Regions from separate parts of the Athene noctua genome. Here region 1 is linked to region 2. A link is a contact called in public Hi-C data. All regions are on one chromosome and are shown on one strand. Each heading gives the region's core, a stretch centred on a gene start, on an enhancer-like site or on the middle of the called end of the contact. The rest is flanking DNA. Distances are from core to core; before and after follow the strand shown. Region 1 holds the start of ODC1 (ornithine decarboxylase 1). Region 2 holds the start of ATP6V1C2 (ATPase H+ transporting V1 subunit C2).

Evidence for each region. Hi-C and Micro-C count contacts between places; a contact is called where the count stands out from the background.
Region 1: a Hi-C map of heart shows a contact between it and region 2, with 4 times the contacts expected there. The contact joins the promoter of ODC1 here to the promoter of ATP6V1C2 in region 2. A contact is called at or near these places in 2 of 2 Hi-C or Micro-C datasets (heart and liver).

The regions. Positions count from the first base shown.
Region 1 is chr1:17,795,391-17,802,178 of bAthNoc1.hap1.1, reverse strand. It overlaps ODC1 (ornithine decarboxylase 1), which reads right to left and starts at 5,352. Exons shown (of 12, transcript XM_074895646.1): 1 at 5,101-5,352; 2 at 2,349-2,455; 3 at 2,041-2,186; 4 at 1,698-1,871; 5 at 1,377-1,549; 6 at 963-1,097; 7 at 728-809; 8 at 318-401. The coding sequence starts at 2,142.
Region 2 is chr1:17,652,201-17,658,894 of bAthNoc1.hap1.1, reverse strand. It overlaps ATP6V1C2 (ATPase H+ transporting V1 subunit C2), which reads left to right and starts at 3,405. Exons shown (of 13, transcript XM_074895638.1): 1 at 3,405-3,497; 2 at 4,359-4,517; 3 at 6,103-6,170. The coding sequence starts at 4,389. LOC141955936 (a long non-coding RNA gene) reads right to left here and starts at 4,152. Exons shown (of 4, transcript XR_012632802.1): 1 at 4,022-4,152; 2 at 3,642-3,849; 3 at 1,935-2,014; 4 at 693-1,406.

The sequences.
Region 1 (6,788 bases), core at 4,103-6,602, 140 kb before region 2:
GAGCACTGCCAATCCAGATAGTCTGAAGTACAGCATCAACTAGAAGTCTATGCCAGTACACATCAAGCCTACAATTAAAACTTGCTTTACAAGTTTACTATCTCTGCATGTTTATAGTCATTTAGCTAGGTATCTAAGTGCTTCATCTAATTTTCGGTTCTCAGATTAATTCCCCTCTTCTGTAAATTCAATCTCTAACCAAGCAGACAAGTTCTTCTAAGTGTGTCTGCATACCAATATAAAAGCAAGATTTTGTTTAATCCAGATCAACTTTCAAAAAGACTCCACAATGTGAGGAGTTCTTAGCAAAGCTATACCTCTTCAAATTTGAGCTTGACATCTTCAGAGCCAGGGAAGCCACCACCAATATCAAGCAGATACATACTGAAGCCAAGTTCAGCCTAAAATGAGATTAAGGACAATACTGTTAAGAAAGCAGTTCTTAGTTTGTCATAGCTTAAAAAGCAATATAAAGTAATTTCATTAACACTTGGAACAGAGGTAACTCATGATGTTCAAGTAGTCGCTTGAGTTTGAGCTGGTGATTTTAGCATATCCGTGAGTTACACAGCACTGGTTAAAGTAAGCCATTACATGGCCTCAAAAATTCCAACAACATGAAATAAGCAACTTAGCTAGCTTTTAACCCTGTAATGGTTTTACATTCAATTCGAGTTTTGCCACCACAGTTGAGTAGTACTTCTAAAGAAAGTGGAACTAGACTTACTCCCATATCGAACACGCAGCGGGCATCAGAAATGGCTTGAACAAAGGTCTCTGGGTCTGTACATCCACTTCCAACATGAAAACTATGATGAGATACAAAATATCAGTTGCCATTTAATAAATTAACCAGAAAGTTTATACAACACTCAAGTCACCATTTGCAAATTCTATTGTCAGTTAAGATCATCTAAAGAAATCTTATTTAGTATGACTGTATTTTGATATTATTAACTCACCTAACTCCAACAATGGCAAGGTCAAGTTCTTTTGCACGCTCCAGCAGAAGCCTGCTTGTCTTAAGTGTAGCTCCAAATTTAACACTCAGACGACAAACTGCTTTGGAGTCATCAGTTGTAATACGCAAGACTAACCTAGAAATAAGAAAAAATAAGGATTTCCAGTATAGAAGACATCATTATCAGGCAGGTATGACCTTAGAATGAAGCTGAGCTTAAACATACAAGTTACCCGTCTTTTCCTAACATGCCAGTAAACTATACAGGATTAGATTTTACTGGTTAAATGTAGGTTTATTTACTTGTAATTTTGCAGCCTATCTTAACTAATGAAGAACAAGTCTCAGGTAACAGTAGATGTTTCCGTAACTCGGGAACCCAAGCAAGAATTACAGAGCAATTAGCATAACTTACTTGGCTTTTGGATGGGTCCTTGCAACTTTCATTAGTTCTACTTCACTATCAAATGTCATCATCTGTACACCACTGCTGGCAGCATGTTTGATTTGAGATACTTGTTTACAGGGATTTGCATATATTATTCGCTCAGGAGGTACACCAATGCTCTGTACCAGCTGTATTTCCGTCTGAAGAAAGAAGAGATTATACTTGTGAAATATTTCTACAGGATCAAACTAATCAGTACAACAAAGTAACAGTGCTTTACTACACTTTATACAAACACAGCTGAACATACACTAAACATCACAGATCAGAACACAGTCAAGATCTTACCTTGCTGGCACAATCAAATCCTGCACCAAGAACAGCAAGTGTCTTCACTACAGCTTTGCTGTCATTACATTTTACAGCATAGAAGGGGGTTACCCGAGGAAGGGCTTTATGCCATCGCATGTGCTTCTTTACAATATCCCCAAGGTCAGCAACATAGAAGGCATCTTTATCATCCTAGATAGAGCACACGTATCAGAGTTACAAACAATGCGTAACAGGATAAGCCTAGAGGTCAGCATCTGAGGAGGAGGTTGCCTTGCAGAAAATCTCTAAAGACAACTTGTTCCATTAGTTTATAAATTTGTAGCGTCATGAAATGTAGTAATCTTCCTCTCATACTTACAGAAGATGACACTTCATTTATTTTTTGGTCAAGGATATCCTTGGCAGTAAAGCCTTCATCAAGGAAGGTGAATTCAAATTCTTCATTGCTGAAGCTACTCATGATTTCCAAGATTTCAGGTTTATGTGAAAGGATTTAAGTACAAACTGTTGATACAAAAAACCCAAACATTCATTACTTCTTTTAAATTTATGCATTTTACATTCACTACTTAAATTCATGTAGTTATATGACCACTACCATCATGGTCATATAATTTACAAGATTCCTACTGCAATCACTAAGAGCAGCATAGATTAGGAACTTACATAGATGATAGATCAGATTTATTCAGAACCACGGAGGAACTCCACAAAAATCTGGCTAGCTTGAAGTCAAGTTCTCCTCTGTTCAGCAACTGTATGATGTACTAAACCTATTCAAAGGGAAAAAAAAAAAAAAATCAAATAAATACTGTCAGATTTTATTAGCCTAAGTACCTGGAAGTTTCCACTGTCTTTTCCTTCAATGCTGTATCAGAGCTGTTAATATTATGGCTACTGCCAGTGTCAACATACTTACTGCTTTTTTTCAAGCCTCTTAAGGACTACTGTAGTTTGCCAGTTTCTCAAAAAGGGCTTACATGTTACTACCGACAGAATCTGAGGATGTTACTGACTTCTGAGTAGTTACAACTCTCACTAGGTCAAAGCCAGTTCAATATCTGGATTCTCACTCCAGTTCAGACCATAAACCAGCCATGAGATCAGGGCCTCCCCTGAAGATACTGTTGATGGTTAGTTAGAGCTTGCCTGTTCTACCTATGACCCCCCCAGGCAACATGAGAAGAAAACCTCAGCTGTCAGGAGTGGCAGATACATACTGAAAAGAATGGTTCCTAACTGCGGCCTGCAGACAAAGTCTTAACGGCGATCCCAATTAACACTTTATAACAAGATTTTACAGTTGTCCATAACAAATCATTGTTAAAAGAAATCTGCCAACCAAGTAGAAAGTCTTTTGAGAACCAGAACTAAAGAGCATTCCTCTACCATCCAAGACCTATGAAGTCCACAGTAAAGCACATGGGTCATGCTTTTACTGGGCAGTCCAAACAGAGAGTGACAGTCTCCATTAAGCTGTTAACGCGACCAGAAGTGTGTGCTACCTTGTAAAGACCTCAGCATTGCAAATGACTCATAGGGAAGATACGGTTTCATGTATGTAACCAGGTCCAGCCCTCTGCTTCTCTCAGCACTTTTTACACTCAATCCAGTCATACTGATTTGGACCAAAGACTATGCAAACTCTAAATTATCCACTAATGTTCAGTTACACCACTGTCCCCTCTATTTTCAAGAAGGCTGTTTAAAACAGCGTATGAAAAATAACATATCTTACAGCTGTTACAAGGTTCTAAGACCCACAGAATCATTCATTTCATATGATGGATATACTAAAATCCATTAAACTTTATCTACTGGATGACTTTGAAAAGTCAGTGATCGTACAGTTTCATTTCAGCTTTCAGAAACATATGGCACCTGAACTGCCAGTGTCAAGAACTACTTCACATCTTTTGATCAATTCTCACTTATGAGGGGTAAATCAGATTTGAGATTCAAAACAGATTAAGCTTTAACTCTAATGAAATAAAACCTATCAATCCACCGAGCCTTCTCCCCCTGCTCTCATTCATATGCAGTGTTAATTCTCCCAGAAGCTGGATTAAAGTCTTCTCTTAAAAGCCTCTTTGAAAGGACCTTAAGAAACAGCAAATTAAACACTTCTCAGCAAGCTGTTTGTTACTGAAGAGAAGCTGCATCTTATCACAGGACGACATCAACGAGATGTTGAAGCTTCGCAGAAAGCAATTCAGGAACTGTGGTTAAGAGAAGTGAACACCATCAGGAAGAATTTAAGTTTATCCTCCCCTCTGCACAGAGCCGCACGAAAATCACTTTTCCTATTAACCTGTAAAATGGAAATCACTTTTGCTGTTCACAGAAGACTTTAAGAAGTTCTTGCAAGCCTTCCATCTCCCCTTTATTGCACAATTTTAACTACAGTGTAATTACACAGAATACAGACAGAACATGATCATGTAGACGCAAATTGTTGTCTCCCAGTGTATGTTTTTATTTGGACTGCGTGCAAAGTGTCCGCAGCTTCCCAGAGAAAGGCAATTTGTGCTCATTTAGAAGTTGCTCTCCAGAACATTCCCTTATTCAAGCAGCTGTATTTAGACACAGCTGAGTCATGCCTGCAGGCTCCGTACTCAAATACCAAAGCTGCGTCTAGAAAGCGCGCCCGAGGCGCTCCTGGCCGCGGAGTTAGCCGATGGCTGGTGACTGCTGTCGGGAAGGAAGGGGCTGGCTGCCCAGCTCTCACTGACGGCCCTTCTCCCGTGAACACGCACGGTCCCTTAGTTGAGTCGGCTACGCGGCTCGTCCCGGGCCGTGCTGCCTGACTCGGCAGCGGGGCACTGGGCGCTCCAGCCTCCGATACCGAGGCTTCCCGAGGAGGCGTTTCACTTCGCGCTGGGGGACGCCTTTATGGCGGCCACCTCGCGGCAGCTCGCCCCCCGTCCCGCCCCGCGACCCTGCGAGGGCCCGGCGCCCAGCAGGAGAAGGGCCTCAGGCCCGGCCCCGCGCCGCTGTGCTGCAGGGAAGCGTGCCGGGCCGCCTCACGTAAGGGCAAGCAAGGGCGCCCCGAGCCACGTTCCTGCCACGCACCTGCCTCTCCCCGCCGCGGAAACAGCCCGGCGGCCACGGCGGAGCCACCCCCTCCCCCGCTCCCGGGACGCGCCGCCAACACCTCCCCGGGCGAGAGCCGGCCTGACCCGTTCAAGCCGCCCGGAACCCGCCTCACCCGCCCCCGCCCCGCCGGGGCCGGGGATTCCCCGGGCGCGGAGGGAGGCCCCGTGCCCGGCGGCAGGAGCCGGCGCCCGGCCCGCGCCGCTTGGCAGCGGCCCCGCAGACACGTGGCTCCGCGCCGGCCGGCTTCCGCCGCGCGCGCCTGCCCGCCGCGCGCCCCGGCCCCTTCCGCCCGCCCCGGCGCGGCGCGGCCCGCCCGCCTCACCTCGGGCGGCGGCAGCTGCTGTCAAGCCGCGGCGGCGGCCGGTCCCCTCGCTCCGAGCCGCCTCCTCCTCCTGCGAGCCGGGCGCGGTGCGGGGAGCCGGGCGGGAGGCGCCCTGCCGCCTGAGGAGGAGCGGGGCCGGCGGAGCGAGCGGGGCGCCGCGACTCACAAAGCTTCGCCACCGCCGCGGCGCTCCTATATATAGGACAGCCGGCGTCGCTACGGCAACGCACCAGCTCAAACCAGCCGCGATCGGCTGGGACCGGGCAGGGGCTCTGGCAGCCGCTATTGTGACGTCGGCGCCAGCACGCGCCCCGCCCCCCGGCCCCGCCCTGGCCCCGCCCCGCCCCGGCCCCGCCGTGCGCTGAGCGCGTCGGGTCTCTGCGCCGGCCCCGCCGCCGCTCCCGCCGGCCGTTCCCCCGCCCCGGGCCCCCTTCCCCCGTGGGCCCCGCACGGTGCGTGGCCCGCGGGGCGGTGTGCGCCAGCCCCGCCCCGCCCGCTGCCAGCAGGTGCCCGGCCCCGCCGCCCCGGGCCCCGCTGGCAGTAGCCCTGCGCGCCCTGCTGAGCGCGGGAACGCGGCTGCGGGAGGGCCGAGGCCCCCGGCCGCAAGCGGTGCTTTTGGCACGTGGTGGAGAACGGAAAAGCCGAGCGCGGGTTCCCGGAGCGTCGCCCCCGGGCTGTCAGTGGGCGTTTGTCCCCCCAGGGCCATCCTGGTTGCGCAGCACTCGCAGCCCCCGTGGTTCAGGTGTCGGCGCTGGCTGCTGCCCCCGGCCGTGCTGCCCCTGCCTCCATCCCTGCCTGCCGAGGACGTTACCCAAAACACATAACACTGAACATCTTTTTTTTTTCCTTTGCTTTTGCTTTGACGCTGGTATCTGTTTCCCCTGTAAGGTTATTTTGTCTCCCTGTGTGCTGGCTTGTGTGAAAAATGAGCTTTAGGGAAAGTTGTAACCAGGTATAAATTCCACGCTTCTTTTAACCTATTTCTGGTTTAGCCCTGCAACAACTGCACTTTGTGTCCTTACTGGGTCAGGCACTTTCTGCCCCTGTCTTTAGAAAGTTCAAGTCTTACCCCACGGTAGATGCAACCACACAGGGACTGTCCCTGTCCTGTCACTGTACATGGGAGCTCTGAAGGATGGGGCTGCCCTTGCCATGCTGAAAAGGGGATCTTTACACCCTGACAGCTCAGGGCATTTGTTAGAAAGGCAGGAAAGCTTTCTGCAGCCCACACTTTAGGATGGAGCTCAGGGTGCTCCCGATCCCCACCTCCAAATCACTGGTGGCTATTTTAATTAAGAGATTATGGCTTTCTGAAGATAGAGATGTTTGGCCAGCCCCTGCCCTTCTGCAGAGCTGGTTGGGTGGGCAACGTGCTGTGGGGAAAACCCTCAACCCGGCTGCTGCACTGGGCGGGACCCTCTGTCACGGAGGTGCTGAAAAGGCTGTGCCCACTGACCTCAGAGGTCCCGTCCTCCCACTGCTCCCACCGAGCCCAGCTGGAAACCCTACCATATTTCAGGCAGAAGCGGATGGATCAATGGGATGTCCTTGCCCCACTGTCAGGCCCTGGCTGCTGGAGCTGGGTCGGTGGAGGGGGGGGGGGGGGGTTTAAAGGCTGGGGCTGTGCAAGAATCCCTTGAAGGAGTAAAATAAAGGAAAACACCAAGATCAAGCAGATAAGAAACAAA
Region 2 (6,694 bases), core at 2,156-4,655:
TTCTTAGAAAATCAAAAGCAGAAAGATCAACTAGAATGTGGACTATTAAAATTTCAATTCAGATAATTTAAGAGCAGACAAATATGCCTGTTACACTTACTACAAAGTTAAAAAAAGTCACGATCTGAATGATGCAGGAGAAGCTTTGACAAAGCATCTTCCTTCCTGCATATAATGAATCTTTGTTGCAAGTAGTAATGGTATACTTTTAGATTTTCCATTTTAAAAAATCTAGATGAGCAGGTAGGTGTACTCACTGCAAACAGGTGTGATATAGGATGTTTTCAACCAAGAACAAATAACTTTGTTTGCTTTTTCCTTCTTTTTCTAGTGTCAGAATTTGCTGCATGCATTACCTGGTGACAGACATGGTGGTGCAGGGTTCTGAAACAATATGTTACCTTTGCTGATTTTACGGACAACTAGACAGTGCCCTGTCAGTACATATATACATATAATTGTGTTAAGTACGAGCTGTCAGGTACATTCATAGTGAAACAGCATTTCATATTCAGTGTATGAAAGCAATTCATCAGGAAGGTTCTGCTGCACTTCACGGTACAGAGAGAGTGCATAACCAATATTCCAGTATTCTTTAACATAATTAAGAAATAGATAAACAGCTAAGGAATTATGATGAAGATGTAGTTTGTGCACTAATCTTAAAAGTACACAGAAAAAATGTTTGCATTTAAATAATATTTTATTATCCACGATCAAGTTATTTAAGAGTTCTTTCACTGAAATATTTTAGACTATAATTTTAAATAAAATGCCACAATAATAATAAACCACACAGGACTAGGGGATAGGATTTAAAAGACTCTTTCTAAGCAGAGGGAAAAAAAACCAACCACACATTACTAGAAGACTAAACAGATAACACACGTAATAGATTTATAAACTGTTTTATAGAGAACTACAGCTCTTTGGCTGCTGTTTTGCAAGCTTAAAACATAAGCTTTCCCACTGATATCACTGTCAGTTCTCTAGGTAATTAATCTGGTCATCTGCTACAGAAATTTGCCTTGGGAGATACTTCAAGTAGGATATTTTAGTACTTTTAATGACTGTTTGGAGACAGAGTTTTGCTCCTTAGTGTGACATCTGAAGAAGTACTCATAAACAGAGAGAGAGACAAAGTCACAGGAAGGTTCATTGCCTTGATGGATCAAAGGGAACAGAAAGACACATGATGATCATGAGGGAATTAGACAGCTTTGAAATCACATGGCACCACACGCAGCACCAGCCAGGGAAATGACAGGGGAGACATGAGCTGTCATAGATGTGTTACCACCAGAGTGTGCAGCACACTCTCCATATCCCATGGCATGCGGTGCTGCATGCTCTTTCCCTCCACCACCTTCACTGCTGGTTCTTCCAAGCCTAAAATAAATGTATAACTGGGGAAAAAGAGATTAAAAAGTCAGAGTAAAACCAGAAAATGTGATAATAGAAAACATCCAGTAGGACATTGCTTAAGCATTAATATCATGTTTCCTTGATAATTTTCTAGTAAAACAATACATTAAGTAGGATAATATCTTCCACTTCAATAATAGCAACCAAAGCAAATGATGCCACGTGAAAAACTAAGAAAAGTGACATTGCTGCAGTAAAAACATTTAGGAAGGAAACAGCATATATTGTAGAATCTAGAAGTCTGACAACCCTCCAGCTTGAATTTTACCTTATTCACTATAATATCCATGCATACAGAAGCATCCCCAACAGCTAGCACCACTGCAGCAAGTAACATTTCTCATCAACTGACATTCTAAATTCATGAAGCTTATGAGAATGTAACATTTCTAAAATTAATCATGGAAAGCATTTCCATGGTTTGAGACTGCAGGAAGGATCCGGTGAAAACTGTACTTGGTTTGAGATGGCAAAGAACTGCCTTATCTGGGTGATGAGGGTTACTATACCTTTCAGTCTGTGGGTAGAAATATATGATGTACATACTTGAGCATCAGCTAATCCTGTTTTCCTTATTAAAACATACAATCTAAAGAAACAAAAAATGGAAGATTAGAAAATAATCACTATTTCTATGAATGTCATCACACACATCAATGTTAGTTTTTTGACATAATTTCTGGAAAGTCCTTTGTTGTGCCCTAGGGGAAACAATGATTGAAAAGAGCTAGAATAATCACAGCTATGAGCACTGAATGTTTAATTAGTCCAGAAAGGAAAAAGAATAGACCAATAAAATAGGTAAGCAAAAAAGCCCAGTAGAGTCGTTATTTCAGCTGCAAATCTCTGTCATTTTCTGGATAGCTTTCAGTAGAGACTCTGCTCCTCCACACATCTATTGCTTTTTTATATATCACTAAAAATGTTAAAGAGAAGCAAAGGAAGATGAATCGTTGGCTAATCTAAGAGTCTATATTAGAGTGTAAGACCTTGACCTGCACATTAACTACCTAGAGCGTGATTTAGATGGAACAGTCCAAGTCCAAGACTATGATTCAGGACATCGTCCATCAGCTGCTGCTACCTAGTGCTGGAAATATTTAAACCCATTAACGGTCTTCATTTAAAGTTCCTGGAAGTGTCAAGAGCTCTGCTTCTGTGCATGACCAGCCCTGCCTGGCCCCAGCATCTCAGACCCTCTCAATTTAGGACAGATCATGTGGAAAACCAAGAGCATCCTTTTGTTTAATTTCATGCTGGGCTTCATTTACATTTGATACATAGAAACATGAGCAAAAAATGCACTGCCTTTTGAAGAAAATAAAACACCAGTAATAGGAGAGATTGCCTAAGTGCTGTATGACAGCGCAGTGATTAGACCACTCAATTGGAAAATCAGAGCTGGATGCACCATGTACTCCGGGGGGGTTAAATTCCTGCTTGCAGAGATGCCACTCAAAGGCATGTGCTTAGACCCCTGTTTCCTTCAGAACTTGTCTGGTTCAGAAGCCTCTGGGGAACATTACTCCACACGACCTAGGAACCACCCCGATATCTTATAGCCAGGCTTAAGGCAGCGTGATTAAACTCAAGACTTAGTAAGGACTAAAAGCCCCAGCTATATATTCTACCAGGGAAGCCGCATCGCCGGGGGAGGAAGCGTCGCTACCTTGCAAACTCCTGCACCGCGTCAGTATTTGTTAAACACAGCATCCAGGGAATTCCCAGAAACAAGAGTTTCCTGAAAGTTTCTTTAATGAGCCCAAAACGTGCACTCTTGCTAAAGGCAGTGGCTGTTTAATGAAAACAAACAGCCTCTGCGTTACTTTTGCGAGTTTACAAGGCGGCAACAGGACGAAGGGCCGCAAGAGCCAGGGCTGCTCCCGGCGTTAGGGCGGGGTTGTCCCACCAGGCGCGGCAGCCCCCCGCGCGGGCAGGGCCCCGCTCCCACCCGCGCCTCTCCGCCCCGGGTCCGGCGGCGCCGCGCCCCGCCCCGCCCGCCTCACCGAGCATGTCCGCGCCGCCCCGCCGGGAGCCGCCGCCGGGCGGGCAGCCACGGGCAGCCGGCGCAGGTGAGGGAGGCGGCGGGCAGGGCGCGGGCAGGGCCGCCGCGCCGGCAGCAGCCGCCGCCCCTCGCCCCCCTCGGCGGTGCTGGGGGCGGGCAGCGCCGCGGGGTGCGGGAGGGGCGCGGGTCAAACCTTCCCTGTCGGACGTACCTGGGGGCAAAGACGGGGAGGGGGGGCTCCGGAGAGGAATGGGGGAGTTCCGGCTGGCCGCTGCTTCTCGCTGCCCGGCCCGGCCCGGCCCGGCCCGGCCCGGCCGGACCAGCGCGGTTGTCCCGCGTGGATCCTCGCGGCGGTTTATCTTTGTTGTTCTGCTGGTGCCGTCTCTGTGCGCCGCGACTCGCCTTCCTCCAGCCCCTTCCTATCCAGCCCGGGAAGAAAATCAAAGGGTAAAGCAATATTCCGTCTTGCCAGTGGCATCTTTTGCAGCCTGTTCGTTCAGCAGAGGTCTTTTGACATCTTGCTTTCCCTTTTGCCTACAAGTGTCCCCAAATTTGAGAGACGGTATTTATTAAACAGAAATCCTTAATTACGTTTGGATGGTTTAGTGGGGTCCCCGTGCTCCACAGCGGGGACTGGATGTACTGTGCAAGGCGAACGAACAGGCTGGGAGGGAGAAGGGGAGGAGGAAGCTTCGTTTCTTCATTCAGAAACTGGATGGAACGACCCTGAGAGAGGAGGAACGGCCGCACTCTGTCTGTGACATTCGGGAGAAGGTCATGTTCCACTTCAGTCGGAGACACAGGACTGACTCACTCTCCTGGTGTTTCTGAAAAAAAATCGGTGATCGGTTCTAACTCTGTGTTCTTAGGGAAGAGCACATTCTGTGCCGCGCTCATTTAGCCACTTACCTGCTTTGTGTTTCTACAGTGACCAGGAGCGAAGGGAAAATATTAGATCATGTCGGAGTTCTGGCTAATTTCTGCTCCGGGAGATAAAACAAATCTGCAGGCATGGGAGAGAATGAACACGGTGACGTGCAAATCCAACCTGTCCAGCAACAGCAAATTCCATATTCCAGACTTAAAGGTAAACTGAGGAAGGGGTTTGTGTATGGGTGATACAGCAGCATAAACTAGTGCTAAAGACTTTTCGGATAAATGTGGAATTTATCTTTTGGGATTATATGCAGAAAGTAGCAGCAGGTTGCAGTTGGGGGATGAATTGTGTTCAGTCAGCTTAAAATTGATCAAAGAGAAAAGAAGCCATTGTGCTTGAAGCTGACCTTCACATTGGAAGGATATATGTATAAGGAGTGAAGATGGGTGAGATGAGTTAAATAACTAATCTATTGCATTCAGTGTACCATTTGCTCCCACTCATGAAAGTCATACAACACTATACATCTTGGATTGCTGATGCAAAGGCAGTAGCCAAGTATCTAGAACCATGCCCGTAAGATTGCTGACTGAGAAAACAGAGCTCTAATGCACATTACTCCTTGGGATATGGATTTGTGTGTATATTCAGCTATATTAATCCAGCTTCATATCATCATATAAATAGGAAGAGTATTAATCCATGATTTTTAAAATATCTTTGCATTATTTAATCCATATTTTATAAGATCTGCATATTTTATAAGATCTGCACCTTATTTTTATTTCACTTATGGCTATGAAAAATCCAAATAGACTGCATTAAAGTCAATGGAGCTATCACAGATGTAGAACTGGGTTCCTTGGGGAACTTCCATCACCCATCACTACACTTAGTGCATCCAGCATCTGGCTTTAATCCAAAAAGATTGTTAACAGTTACAATTTGAGCTAATCCTATTACATGAGGATGCAAGTAAAAGGGGAGTGTGGCCTGTTCTGGAGTAATAACCTACTGAATCATTGCATGAATGTTTCAGTCTGGGAATTTGCTTTTTGCATGTGAACCTGAGATTGGTATGATTTTTACCATCTATGGGCCTTACCCAGCTGGTGTTGGTGTGAGTCTGCTAATGTTAAAAGAAATAAAGCATTTGCAGTATCTGAAGATGCAACCAGTCCATTAATATTCTGCTAATTGTTTGATGTAAAATTTGTTTCTTCTCCTTCAGCTTGACCCTTCATAAAGCTGAGCTGACAACCTTACAAGAAAAGGTTAGGCAATATATTGCAATACCATAAACATGGGATTATGACTGTGACAGAGTCATGCGAAAAGCAGATGTTGGTTTTGGAAGAAATGGCTTTGTGAGAGGCTTAGTCTTTGGTGATGGCAAAGAATGCAGACATAGACCCCCTTTTGAATAAGTGGGACTTCCCTTGGTTCTCTCAGTACATCTGATTTGTTTATACGTATATTGTGTGCATGTCTAGTCACTATTTTATCAGTTTGAAGACCGGTCTATGGAACTTGATGATACAGGAATGAAAAAAGGAAGGAAGACACTGACATGTAGTCTTGAGACTACACATACTTTTTTCCTTTATTGGAAAAGGCTTTTTATGCCCAAGATCTTGGGTAAAGGAATTGCTGCTATTTTCCACCAAGTAAATAAAGTTCTGCCAAACTGTTGAATACACAAATGCTAAACACAAGTCGATTTCCCTCAGACTCTGCCAACAGAAGCTTTAGACAGAATTGTACATCTTTCACCTACTTCTCATCTTTTGCACAGGTGGGGACACTGGATGCTCTTGTTGGTCTGTCAGATGACTTGGGAAAACTTGATAGCGTTGCTGAAAGGTAAAATAGATCTTATTTACTACCTACAAACGAGAAACAGACATTGTTTTTATGGGACGGTATGTCCTTGTGTTCACCTCGGTCTGACTCAGTTCAGCCTGGGCTACAACTAGACTAAAGTGGATAGGCTTTGTTTAACCCTTGTGTTGATTGTCACAGAGTCCTCATGAAGAAAGAATCATTCCTTAAAATTTATCTGAATTAAATCCGCGATAGTTTGGTCTGCACAGCAATCCCTCTGAGTGGCAGTGCTAGGGAAGGTGTTTCTTGAAAGGAAACTGTTGTGGGTTTTTTTGAAAGAACATCCTGTCACCCCATCTGGAAACTTAAATTAATAAAAAAAAGCATTTAGAGAATATTAAGCCCTCCCTGATCTTGTTTTCCCACAATATTTCTGTTGACAATCTGCCCCTTTTAAACCAGATACAGCAGTTCTAAGGAATAAGTTCTCCTGATTGAAATCTGGAGCTCTCCCTCTCAGGCTTTTAAACTCCCTGAAAACCAGAATATTGACTTGGATTGTA